2 separate regions of the Hordeum vulgare genome follow, and region 1 is linked to region 2. A link is a contact called in public Hi-C data. All regions are on one chromosome and are shown on one strand. The core of a region is the stretch at or near the end of the contact, and the rest is flanking DNA. Distances in the headings are between cores, read along the strand shown. Region 1 holds the start of LOC123409698 (PHD finger protein EHD3-like). Region 2 holds the start of LOC123412372 (probable polygalacturonase).

Region 1 (3,126 bases), core at 412-2,911, 860 kb after region 2:
CGGCTGGAGATAGAAAAAGGGATAAGCGGTTGTTGGCCCCACTAAACGCATGTTCCTCGCGCGACGCGGCTGTCGATTGAGAGGGTGTTTGTTTTCAGGGACTTATTGGTTTTGGGACTTAAAAAAGTCCAAGTCCCACCTAAACCAAACACAAGGGACTTATTGGGACTTATTATGGTTATTTGGGACTTATCAAATAAGAGTCTCTAGTAGGAGCTTATTGGGACTTATTGCTGGTTAGGCCCGCGGAAGTCGATCCAGTGGCCGCCGCCCTGCCCCTCGTCGCTCGCACCGCCCCAATCGCTGCCGGCCGCCCGTCCCGTCCCTGCCCGCCCCGTCACCGCCCGGGCCGCCCCGTCGCCGCCCAATCGCCGCCCCGCCCCGTCGCCGCCCCCGCCCCGTCGCCGCCCCGCCCCGTCGCCACCCGGCCGCCGCCCCGTCGCCACTCGGTTCGTCCCCCCGCCGTCTCGTTTTCTACAACATGGACTTATAAGTCCCTGTAAACAAACAGGTAGGGATTCGGGACTTATAAGTCCTTGTAAACAAACAGGTAGAGACTTATGACTTATAAGTTGGGACTTAAAAAAATCATAGGACTTATGAAACAAACAGGGCCTGAGCTGCGTGCATCCGCCTGTTTTGAAGCAGTTTTTAAAATCTTAACGCGTCGTGTTATAGCTATTTCGGTGCTGTAAATAAAATTTAAAGCGCGTCGTGTTATTAGCTATTTCGGCGCTGTAAATAAAATTTAAAGCCCTGTGCTGCCGCGGGTGCGTTGGAGATGCTCTAAACCATAGCCACTAAACAGCACCATCGGTCGTGTCTGGTTTTCTCGCATCTCTTCGCTCGAATCCCCTCTCTTCCGCGCACGAGCACGACGCCGCCGCCGCCGCCGCCGCCGCCGCCGCCGGAGCCGTCCTTCCTGCCACCGCCCTCTTCAATCGCGAGCAACCCTGCCCCGTGTCTCTTCCACCGGTCGCCGCCGTTCCTCCACCACTACTCGTACCGTCGTACGCCGGCCGCCTCCCGCCGCGACGACCCTGCCCGGCCCCGCGGCTGCTCCATTGACAGCCGGTCTTCCTTCTCCTCCGCCCTCACTCCTCTCCGCCGACCACCGCCCGCTCCTCTTCACTCCACCGACCATCCAGGACCTCCACCTCCAGTCCCCCCCTGCCCCTCTGCAGTCGCACCTGTACTCCGCCCCACCGCCGGCCACCTCCGATCTCCGCCCCACTGCGCTGCCATCCACCTCCGAGGGGATGCAGCCCGCACCGGCAACGGAGCAGATACAAATCAGAGAGGCCATGCCGAATTGCCCATGTCCAAAGCTGACTCGGAGGGGGCAGTATAGATAGCCGTCCCTTCCCAGATAGAAGGCCCAACACCAACAGTCCGTCCGTCTGGCTTTCCCTTTTCCGTTTTTCCTCTTCCCAAAACTCATCTCTCACCTTGTCCCGCTCCCCTCTCCTCTCTGCTTTGCTCTGCTGCTCCCCTCCCCTCCCCTCCCCCTCACCGGGAGATCCCAACCCAAATCCTCCTCCGTAACCCCCCGCCGGAAACCCTAGAAACTCGCTCCCTCTCACCCCTCCGAGGCTTCGCTCCCGGTTCCGGCCACGTGCGCGCTCTTTGCTGGGCATGTGCTGCGGCCGCCGTGCCGGAATATGACCTCCCAGGACGCCGCCGCCCCGCCGCTGGCCTCTCCCAAGCGCCCTGCCCCGGGGGAGCAGCCGTCGCCCGAGGTCCTCGTCACCTACAAGCGCCGCCGCACGGCCGCCTGCGGCGCCACCTCCGACCCCGGAGCGGTAAGCATTGCAATCCCTAGCCTGGTCGTCTTCTTTCTTCTTCCCCAGACCCCTTTCTTGCCGTTGCAGTTGGAATATTTGGCTGTCTTTGCTCTTTTGTGCCACCGGCCGGCCAAGATTTCATTTTGAAGCGCCTAGATTTGCACACTAGGTTCTTCCAATGCTATGAATCTTGCCGCTGCCTAGCAATTCTGTACCCAATAGACGAAATATCTTTTCCTCTGCAGATATTCTACATAACTGAAATCTGTGCTCACTGCTTTTCCTTTGCTTGCTCTGTCTGCAGCCTTGTGCCACCATCGTCCCCTGTAGCGGCAGTTCCGGGCAAGATGGCCACCACATGCTGCCCAGACATTGGATTACTTGGAGGGACACGTTGGAGGGTTTCCTGCAATCCCCAGGTGTAAATAAGGGTGGGGGGATTCAGAGCTGCATACAAGATGCGCTCAGATACAATTGCTGTCAATCAGTGCAAAAAGTCAGTAATGATGTTCTTGTTCAGAACATATATCTCATAGAAGAAGCAACCTAGTGTATAATGTCTATGATAGGAATTTCCCCTGATACTGAATTTCTCTGTGATTACCAGGGTGACCTAAATAAAGGCCAAGGAGCGTCAGAAGAGCATCCTGCTGGAGTAGCAGGTGCTAAAGAGATTAGCTCCTCTATTGCATTAAAAGATGCAACTGCAGCATCTTTGGATGCCAACACAGCAATGTGCAATAATGCTCTCCTTGACATTTTTGTCTCGGAGAAGTTTGCCTTGTTGTGTGATTTGCTAGTTGGAACTTTCCATGTGAGTAAGGTTCATGAGGTCATTGATTTGGGGAAAATTGACACCAACATGAGAAATGGAAACTATGCACGGAACCCGGCTCTGTTCAACGACCACATCCAGCAGGTAACTGCTTCTCAATCATTCATTGGAAAAAGTAGCCGCGTTCTTGATTATTACAATAGTTCAAAAAAGCTCTAGGTGTTAATTGTGTGTGCGTTTTGTCATCGCATTGCACTTTTATAACCAAGGCGCATGCTTATGCGCAGATTAAGCGTATTTCAGCGCTAGTCGTTTTCTTATCGCCTAGAGCCTAAGTGTGCCTTCTTTAACTATGATTATTACTGTGTTTTATGATTTCAAATAGAGACACGTCAGCATCACTTCTGCTTGGCAGCCTAGAACAGGCCTTTTATATACTGTAGTGTCTCAAATGGTCCCTGTATTTTCACCATGGCATCTGCGAGCACACGTAAATTGTCGAATCATTCTTCTGCATGTGCAGCTCAATGCTGGAGCATCAATCCAAGTGAGGAAGTTTTATTTTCC
Region 2 (3,181 bases), core at 229-2,728:
AAAGATAATCTCACCTGTTGCCATGTTGGACTTGAAGACCAGGCCATGATTGTCCTAGAATATGAAGGTGGTGGATTATTGTAGTGCGAGTGCATATGGCAGCAATGTCAAACTCCTAGCTAACGCTCTTAATCATGCTTTCTTTCCCAACAACTTTGCACTACTAAGACGCCACTCACATGAAAGCACTAGTAGACAGTATCCTGAAATGGGGGAATCTCTTTAGCAAGTTCATCACACATAAACTCTCCACACATACTAGTAGCAATTAATCCTTAAAATTAGTATGCCCACTGCATTTGCATGTGCCAAAAATGGGCACTAGCTAGTACTGCAGAAAGCTCCAAACTAGAGATTTGTGTAACCATTTGGTGCTAGCAATATGGAGCAGATGAGACGGCACTACAAGCAAAGTACTAGCACAGTAGCATAGTAGCATCAAGCCAGACCAGTCCAAGCAGAAGTAAGGGCAAAGCAAAGGCACACACGGTGTGTTGTAGTTAGAACAATAACATGTGCCAAAGCTGCACAAGTCACAGGAAGAAACCAACAACCGCTCCAAGCATGTGCAGGATTCCAACCCACAACAGCATCTCTCCCCCTTCTTTTTTTCATTGGTCAGTGGTAAGTGACAGCACAAGTGTTGAAGCAAGTTTTTCAGCCTCCAATCAAACATGAACATGATTTGAGATTCTAGTTTCTGTGCTCCTGGCTACTGGGTGGCTTAGCTATGTGACATTTCTTGATTTATTTGGAGAAGAATTTGTCTCCACTAATCAGCAGAAAAATAATTTTGCATCGGTAGAAAAATAGTTTTGCATCTAGCAGATGTGTGTGTTTGTTTCAGTTTGAACGCTATACTCAGTAGAGTGCACTCTATTAATTTGTAGTAATATACTAGTACAGTAGTAGCAAGATTTGAGAGGAGAAATAAATGTGAATTGATTAAATGAAACAAGAAGAAGAAGAAGAAGAGGAACTAGCGGACATGGATCAATGGACCGATCACGTGCCTGGGAGCCGAGGATGACCGCGCCATGGTGCAGGAAGAGCGTGAAGCGGCTGGTGAGGTTGAAGCTCCCCGTGAGCCACCGCCCCGCCGGCACCTCCAGCCTGGCGCCGCCGCCGCCGCCCCTCTCCTCCAGAGCAGCCACGGCGCGCTGGAACGCCGCCGTGTTGGACGTGACCCCGTCGCCCACGGCCCCGAACTCCTCCACGGACGCTGTCACCGCGCGCCTCCCCGCGCCGCGGTAGAACCCGGCACAGCTGTCGACGGCGCCGTGGCCGGAACCATGGCCCGAGGAGGGGGCGATCAGGGCGGCTAGCGGGGCCGCGGCGGGGAGGCGCGTGAGGGCGAGGTAGCAGGAGGCGAGCAGGACGAGGAAGACGACCAGGGGGGCTGACGGGCGCGGGCACGGGCGTGTCATGGGCGCGCCCTGGACGGTGGCGTGCGCCATGAATAATGGATCATGTCACGCGGGGGAGCCGAGGCGGAAAGAAGGGATTTTTATAGGTTTCTTCCGGCGCGGTGAGTCTCGTCCCTATGATTGCCACGTGAGAGCAGTCTGGTTTCGGAAATTTGAATTTGAAATGCCTACGGTTCAAATTTAAATTATGTTTGCATTACTACATTGGAGCAAAATCTATTTGTGTTGGGGTCGCTGAGTTCGAATTTAACACTAGTGGTGGACGAGGATTTGAGGCGGCTCACAAGTCACGAGTCAGTAGTGGAGGCTGGAAATGAGGATTGGGACGTGTTTGTGTACGTATCCATTTATGTGCCCATCAAGCCTGCGCAATCGTCGTGCCCATCATTTTCTTCCTACTAATTATATATGCATGTTAACAATCACATTATGTTTTTTTGGGGAGGGGGGGCTATTTTGCAAATGCTTTTTTTTATAATCTTATACGATGTTTTCCTTCCTTACGAAATTGTCAAACATTTTCTAACTGGGGCGACGAGTAAATATCATCCCGATCATTTGTTTGTGAGGGAATGGAAAATGGGTGGTTATCTAAAAAACGGTTTTCCTCGCTTTGTATTACAAATCAACCAACTGAAACATCTATCGGTAGATGTTAGGACGGAAGCAACACAGTCATGTTTAAAAAAAAATGCTGACATCGGCGGATCAAAAAAAATAAAGAAGCCTCGTGACCGTTGCGTCCATGAGGGATCTTCCACCAAGCTCCAAGACTTTGAAGCGCCGGTACCAATCACCACTCCGAGAAGGACTGAGACGATGACGACGCCAAACCAACCTCCATACTGCGTCAACAGGGTCTTGAAGCCCCCCCCCCTCTCACCACGACACCACAAGGTGAAGCGTGCACAGCGACGAATAGGAGTCGGGACTAGGGACAACAGCACCGTCGACACGCGGGGGGCTCAACATCCACCGTCAACGATGGTAGTCGACCAGACGCAATAGCAGGAGCATGCCAGGCCCGTAGGCCCACAGGCCCGGCCGAGACCTCAAAGCCCGTAAAGCTCCCGCCATCGCGCTACAACAGACATGTCATCGGTGTCGTCGCCACGTCCTAGTTGCTCCCCTCCTCACCATGCACAAGGCATCGAAGTCGCGCCGGGTGCCGGCCCATTAGGACCCAGATGAGGCTCGTAAGGCCCAAATCTAGGCTAGGGTCGCACCGTCGGTCGCGTCGCGCCACCACGTCGCCCCGCCGCCAAGGAGCAACGCCGCCACCTCGCCCGCCGTTGGGTCGTCAAACCATCGCCTAGCCGAGCCGCACCATCGCCGCCCCCTGCCCCACGAAGGGAAAATGGGCGCGCGGGTAAAGGAGATCCCGCGCTGCCGACACCACCCGAACCAGGGCCGAGGGCGCTCGCCGGCGGCAGCGAGGGGGGTGAGAACAGAGGAGGAGGGGGCCGACGGAGGATGACGCTCGTGCCGCTTTAGCCACCTCCCGGGAAGGCGGCACTAGGGCGGGATTTAGAAAGGGGTGGAAAGGGGACGGGGCTTCGAGCGAGCGCGGCCGGTGGCTAGAGGGCGTGAGGGTGGACGTCGGCGGTGGGGTGAAGGCGGGGGAGGAACCCTACGAGAACACGCTGCGGACTTTGGTTTTGACAATGGGTGGTTATGGGTGTGTATGTAGTCGTTTGGATCTGTCCTTGCTAGTCCGCCATATATATTATTGCTCCCCCCCCTCCCTTCCTCTC

Evidence for each region. Hi-C and Micro-C count contacts between places; a contact is called where the count stands out from the background.
Region 1: a contact with region 2 is called in a Hi-C map of leaf, with 5 times the contacts expected there. The contact joins the promoter of LOC123409698 here to the promoter of LOC123412372 in region 2. A contact is called at or near these places in 2 of 6 Hi-C or Micro-C datasets (leaf and seedling).

What each region holds. Positions count from the first base shown.
Region 1 is chr7H:441,101,467-441,104,592 of MorexV3_pseudomolecules_assembly, forward strand. It overlaps LOC123409698 (PHD finger protein EHD3-like), which reads left to right and starts at 1,662. Exons shown (of 6, transcript XM_045102561.1): 1 at 1,662-1,802; 2 at 2,089-2,280; 3 at 2,392-2,703. The coding sequence starts at 1,662.
Region 2 is chr7H:440,245,381-440,248,561 of MorexV3_pseudomolecules_assembly, forward strand. LOC123412372 (probable polygalacturonase) reads right to left here and starts at 1,479. Exons shown (of 5, transcript XM_045105318.1): 1 at 1,014-1,479. The coding sequence starts at 1,457.